Regions from separate parts of the Mus musculus genome. Here region 1 is linked to region 2. The links are chromatin contacts, called in public HiChIP or PLAC-seq maps. All regions are on one chromosome and are shown on one strand. The core of a region is the stretch at or near the end of the contact, and the rest is flanking DNA. Distances in the headings are between cores, read along the strand shown.

Region 1 (3,199 bases), core at 264-2,763, 500 kb before region 2:
TTTGGGGTGTTTTGTTTTTTAACACAGCACGGGTAAATAATCACACAGACATTCTTCCCTCTTGGTCTTTTTCCACAAAGCAATGAAGAAAGAGAGTGAGTTTGTTCCTTTGCACGTTGCATGTTGGGATCTGACAGGAAGCAACTTAGGGGAGGAAGGGTTTATTTGTGCTCATGTCTTGAAGACAGGCTGTTCAGCACGGAGGACAAGGCCCAGCAGCAGAAGAGGGTGGCGGTTGTCCGATCTCAGTAGAACGGAGACAGGAGAACACTGGAGCCCGCCAGGCTTTGTCCTTTCCTCTCTTGTAGTTAGTGTTGATCTCACCCATGTGTGGTGGGTCTTCTTACAAATCTGAAGTTCTTTGGAAATATCCTCGCAGAGATTCCAGGGCCATGTCCCCCACAGGATTCCAAATTAAGTCAGGACAGTAAAAATTAGGACCACCACAGTGAGTAATGTTAGCATTTCTTCTAGGTTCCACTCCACAGTTACCTGGCAATAACCAGGTATGCCTGACTCACTATAAAAGGGGCTGCTTGCCCCCCTTACTCTCTTGCTCTCTTACCCTCTTTCTTCTCTGTCCCTTCTCTCCCCTTTCCCCTCCCCCTCCTTCCACTTGTTCATGGCCGGCCAGCCTCTACTCCTACTTCCTCCCTCCCCCTCCCTCTTTCCCCTTTTCTGTCTCTAGTCATCCCTCAACACCCCGCCCCCCGCCCCCATGGCTGGTTCCTCAGGGGAAAGGGATGCCTCAGCATGGGCCCTCAGAGGTACCCCCTTCCACCTCACCGTACCTCACACCACTAAACATATCCCCAGCTTCCTTTTCTTTTCTTTTCTTTTTTTAAAAATAAACCACAAAAAGTACGATTCCTTTCCAGTGTCATACAAGTCTTTAGCTGTGCCTGAGGCAGTCCTAATTAAGGATGTTTTCCAGCTCCTGGGTAGACAGGTATGGTCATGTGAAAAGACTGTAGTTGGTAGTCTGGTAGTCTACACAGAGATGTGAAGTATCTAAAACTTGGTGAGGGGCTGGAGAGATGGCGCAGTGGTTAAAGAGCACTGACCTATCTTCCAGAGGACCTGGGTTCAATTCCCAGCACCCACACGGCCGCTCATCTCATAACTGCCTGTAACTCCAGTTCCAGGACATCTGACGCCTTCGCACACACGTAGACAAAACACCAATGCACATAAAACAAATCATTAAAAAAAAAATTCTTAGTGAAAGGGGTGTCTTCCCTTTGGATTCCCCTGTCCCTCTGGATGTGGAGGGCTTCCCTTTGGACTGTATGGCTGAGTGTAATATCCTAGAGACACAGAACAATAAAAGTCTGCCGCCTCGAGCAGGTCCCCCACCCTCCATGCAGCTTCGGATTTCTCAAGCCTGGGCTGTTAGGGAAGACCTAGTAAACTCCCTGCTTACAACATGCCTTGTGCAGGGTTTTGTTACATCAGCAGTACCCACATCCTAACGGATGCCTGCACCGAGCAGAGCATCTGGGAACAGTATGTATGTCATTCGAATGTTGCAATGCGGGTTAGAGCTGAGCACCCAGGAGCACCGCCCGCTATTGTTCATGCTGTGGGCTTAAAGCTTTGATCTTTCCTGGCCTCTCTGGGTTAGGCCTCCTTTCTGAGACAGCGACCTTAAGAACTTTGCTCTCTCTGATCACAGAGCATCCTCTCATGGACCCTGCGTTGTGTCCCTAGCGGTACTGTGTACCTCGTGCTAAAATCTTTCCCATCTTGACCCTTCTTCTCACTCTGGATGGAGGTGGTCTATTTCCTGAGCTATGGGCTCACTCGGGGCAGGAGCTGTCTCCCATCCTACCCGAAAGCCTGTTACACATTAAGGCCACAATACATCCTTGTCAAATGATCATACATATGAATGAAAGAAGGCCTGGAGGAATGCATAAAAATCGCTGGAGACTGGGGAGTCCACAACAGTTTTTATGCATTCCTCATTATATTTGAGAAGCCACTTCTCTGTGTGTCTGATGCACACAAGTGAAGACTTTGCAGTGTGGATGCCTGATATTAAAAAAAAAAAAAAAAAAAAAAAGGGGATTTTTATTTGGGAGGGACGCACTAGACGCTTAAAATTAAATGCTCTTCCCCCTTCGTAGAAACTAAGCCTCCAGATGCAGTGAAAGGCACGCAACTTTCCATCCCATTCTGTTCTCATGCGTTTCCTTCCACCCTTGAAATCCCCCTATCTCTATCCCATTATTCCCAAGAAGCAATCACACCATAAGTCCCACCCCACTGAGCCAAATTTAGGTCATCTTTTATTTGGTCAAAATATAGTCCTTACTGCCAAGTGGTATCACTATTATTTGGGAACACACATATTGTTTTACGTACAGCTGTGTGGTATTTTATGTTCTCATATAAATGTGATGCCTGGGTTATAGCAGAGGCAAACTGGACCTCATTTTTTCTAAAAAATGATGGTCAATTGGGTTTGTTCTATCTACCTTCTGGATAGTTTTCTGTTTCTCAGAGGGGCCCTTGCCTTGGCTGTACGGGAGTTTCTGGTAGGTGGGCACTTTTCCAGGGATGGTTATTTCTATCTGTCTGCCTGAAGCCCTTAGCTAACAGAGGTGGGAACGTAAAAAATCCAACTGCATCACAGAGGGGCTCTGGCAGAAATACGGCCTCCACTCCTACACGCCTAGAAAGCTGTTTTGTGTAGGGAGAACGGTCTGCAAAGCTGTCAGGTTCTCCAGGGCAAAGATCTGGGAAGATGGGGAAAAGTATGTGGGACAGATGAAAGAGCTCATTCTGGCCATAGATTCGCACCTCATCAGGGGCTTGCTCTGTGTAAGAGTGTGTGTGAGCGGGTGTGTGCACATACATGTATGTGATTTTTTTTTTTGCTTTTAAATTCTTTTCCTTGCTTGCAGATGATGATGCCAGCAATAGAACTCTGTCTCTGAAACCCGGGCTCTGTGCTCTGTGCTTGTTGATGCCTCTGCTTCTGTATTTATGGCCTGTCACCTCGTACTTCTATGTGTATTTGAGTATGTGCATCTATTGCGCCTCTTGTGGGGCTGTGTTCAGGAACGTTGCTCTGGAACGCCTTTCAGAGATACTTAGAGCATTCCGGAGCCTCACTTTGAACAGAACCAGCCTCCTGGATAATGAAACACATGCTCCGTACAGATGAATCTGAATGTTCAAATCAAATAAAAAA
Region 2 (3,316 bases), core at 125-2,624:
TGCCCGCCATTCATTGGTCAAAAACTATCATTTATGAAAGGAAGCCAACTCTCACCATTGTCCTTTCAAGATAGTACCAGAAGCCTGAGCATAGTCTCCTGACAAAGGAACATGGGGGTTCCTTGGGATACCTGGACCTAGAGTACCCCCAAAGTGTGAAAGGGTCCCAACAGCAAAGTTGGCTGCAGTTGGTTCCCTGGCTGCAGGAGCTATGGCCAGAGTGTGTCCCCCATTCCTTAAGTCTGTGTGTAGATGTCTCAGTCTCCACGGTGACTATTTGGATGTGAGATCTTTAGGATGGAATTCAAATTAAATAAGGTCACAAGGGTGGGCCCCAATCTAGTAGGGCTGTTGGTCTTACAAGAAGAGAAGGGGACAGCAGAGGTCTCTGTCCCTTCAGAGGAAGAGAGAAAGGGACATGTGAAGACACAGCCAGAAGGCAGCCAGGGAGTGTGACCAGGATCTGCAGTTGAATGGCATTTGGTCGTGGATTTCTGAGCCCCTAGAACTGTAAGAAATGAATGCCTGCTGTTTAAGCCACCTGATCTGTGACATTTTGCTAGAACAGCACAAGCGGACTAAGAACGATGCAGTAACCCTTAGCTGGTTCATCACAATATCCGTGAGAGAGCTCTGCTAAGACAGTCTGCAGTCCCAGGTACAGTGGGATCCAAGTGGCCACTCCTAATCTGCCATTCCTTAGCCCCTGCCATTGGTACAACAGTTAGGGTCCACTTGAGATCCTCTGGGTTTCGCCTCTTGCTTCTTTACCTTAACTTGCTTCAGTAACTAACCTTGCTTGATAGCATAGAAGTGGGACATACCAGGAGGGTATTCAGTATACGGCCATTCCTCCCCTACTGCTCAGTCAACCTACAAGGAATGAGAAGCCAAAGAACCAACCTGTACCCCAACTCCCTGCTCATTCTTCAGTTTGGAGAGGCTGCAATGAGGCAGGAACCTTCTAGAGGACAGGAGTCTGGTTATCCTGCTCATGTGACAATTAGGTGACAGTTGTTAGCAACCAACCACCTAGACTCTACTGAGCCCAGCACTACAGGGCAGAGGCTTCAAAAGCCACAGACTGTATTCTCTAGCAGAGGGGACAGTGCCTCGTGGGGTCTGAAGCCCAGCTGTTGACTTCTGGATCTGGCCTGCCTCTCATCGGCCAGCAGCTTCAGAGAGGAAGAGAGAGGTCCCGCTGCAGACAGAGACCTGGAATCAGTTTTGTCTCGTCCTCCTCCATGTCCAGGGCATACATAGGAAGAAGTGTGGAGCAGACAGACAGAAATGGACGGCTTTATCCAGGTGCACACCTCACTGGTTCTGTCAGCCACGACCGGGCCCCCGGGTCTATGTTAAATCCACTTCCTCAGACTAAAAATAACCATTCACAAGCAACAAACGTCAAAGTATTTTTAGCACACTTCAGACAACCAACCTTCCTGTTAGACTTCGGCTTTTGCTCTCTGAATCGGCTGCAAGCACAACTGAAACTACCCAGAACTCTGCACCTCAAATAGGCCACGGTGACCCCAGGTGACATCTGACTGTCGATGCCAAAGAGACTTTGTACCGGGAGATTAGAATCTCTAACGGCCTTCTGCTTTCAGCTGGCAGAAAGCCAGGCGTTAAGAGAGAGGGAAGGCTCAAACATTCAGGGTGAAGAGTTCTGGCCTTCTGAAGGTCACTGGTGTGGTTTCCTGAAGAAGGTCTTAGGAACCAGAATGCGGGACGGTTGCAATAGTTACAGTGGAAAACCAAGGAAGCCTGTGACCTGGCCACACTGGCACACAGCTTCCAGGTGATGAAGACATTTCACCCTGTGATGCTAGGCAGCGAAGGAAAAGAAACTGGCCAACTGTCACCTGTCAAAGACAATTTTAGGGGTGGCAGCATAATTCATTAAGAGAGAAAAAAAAGAGTATTTTCTTTTAAACATGTATATATAGCAGGTGAACTCTAGGAAGCAACTTACATTTAACTAAACAGCAATTTGTTTCCGCCAAAGTTCTCTTCCTATAACAGGTCTACCAGGTCTTAGCTGTCTCTTGTCCCCTTCACATGTACCATTGCTCTGTGGCAGTAAGAGATTGGGGGCAAATACAGAGCTGGGCTAAGAAGCCATAATCTTTATAAAGAATGGTCCATACCACCGGGAGGCAAGAATGGGAATATTTAGGGGAAGATATGTGTAGAATAAAGAAATTGGAGAAAGACGTCTAAATGTGTGCCCTGGCCAAATGAGGTTAGTTAGGGTGGCAAAGGCGTTTTTTCTGAGACCCTATTGAAAGCGACCTGACTGTGACAACTTCATTCATCCAAAGCTAGAAAAGAAAGGCAAAGCTTCGTCTGAAGAAAGAAGCAAGAAATGGGCTCACACGCATCTTCTTGACTTTGTCTTTACCCTTCAACTAAATGTAATTTTTTTCTGCCTTTGAGTAAAAAAAAAGTCACTCCTCTCAGCATGCCAACATGGCACCCCTTCTTCTCTCCCTGAGAAGAGCATAGAGAGAGGGCAAGGGGGAGCCTGCCCAGAGATGGGGTGCTGAGACATGAGGTAATGTCTGTTCCTGAGCTATGGTTGAACCCAGAAAGAGCTTGACAGGGGCTGCAGAGAAGGGGGTGCTGGTTTCTAGACACTTCTTTATGTTTGGCCTAGGTATAGGCCAACCTTCAAAGCAAATGTCGGTTTTGGAAATGTGTGTGTGTGTGTGTGTGTGTGTGTGTGTGTGTGTGTGTGACAGAGAGAGACAGAGAGAGACAGAGACAAAGAGAGAGAGACAGGAGAGACAGAGAGAGAGAGGTAGGAAGTAGCCACCAGTCATGACGGATGATAAGATTCAACTACACCTCAGCTGCTGAACTGCGGTGGCTGGTGGTCCTTATTACCCACGCTAACTCAGATTCTGTTTCAATCAGCATCAGCACACTTGGGTTCCAATTGCTATCAATGCTTTTAGGGTCAAAGCATGCACCCCGACATCTAGGTGCACCAACCCAACCTGGAGGGGGGGGGGCAATTGAAGAGACAAGAAGTAAAGAGAAGCAGAGAAAGGGGATCAATTGAGCACAACCACATGAGAAGAAGGGACAGATAAAGATGTCTAGTGACACCTCCCCACCCCCACGCCTGCAGCCCATATTCGGAAGTTCTGACTGGAGGTTTAGGCTGAAATAGAAGGCAAGAGGCATGCATAACTAAGCAGTCCAATGTGGCCCCACCCATCAGCCACTCAGCTCCAGTGTATCCTGCAAGATGCTTTTGTAAGTTAGCAGAAGTGAGTGTGATCTAATTCACACTCTGGATAATACC

The links. HiChIP or PLAC-seq counts read pairs in DNA pulled down with a chosen protein or histone mark.
Region 1: a contact with region 2 is called in an H3K27ac HiChIP or PLAC-seq map of acute myeloid leukemia, with 5 times the contacts expected there. The contact joins two enhancer-like sites. A contact is called at or near these places in 1 of 484 Hi-C or Micro-C datasets (nephron progenitors) and 2 of 115 datasets of contacts at active chromatin or transcription factors (acute myeloid leukemia and embryonic stem cells).

Annotation. Positions count from the first base shown.
Region 1 is chr13:44,563,210-44,566,408 of GRCm38.p6, reverse strand. The region is part of intron 1 of Gm34276 (a long non-coding RNA gene); the gene reads left to right. Among named protein-coding and RNA genes, the nearest start is that of Gm34276, 3.8 kb to the left of the region's middle. Within about 2 kb of position 1,513, at least 37 of the 459 cell types and tissues checked have an H3K27ac peak or open chromatin away from gene starts, as enhancers often do. A contact at or near this core is called in acute myeloid leukemia, where this site is marked.
Region 2 is chr13:44,064,084-44,067,399 of GRCm38.p6, reverse strand. No RefSeq gene overlaps it. Among named protein-coding and RNA genes, the nearest start is that of Gm33489, 21 kb to the right of the region's middle. Within about 2 kb of position 1,374, at least 78 of the 459 cell types and tissues checked have an H3K27ac peak or open chromatin away from gene starts, as enhancers often do. A contact at or near this core is called in acute myeloid leukemia, where this site is marked.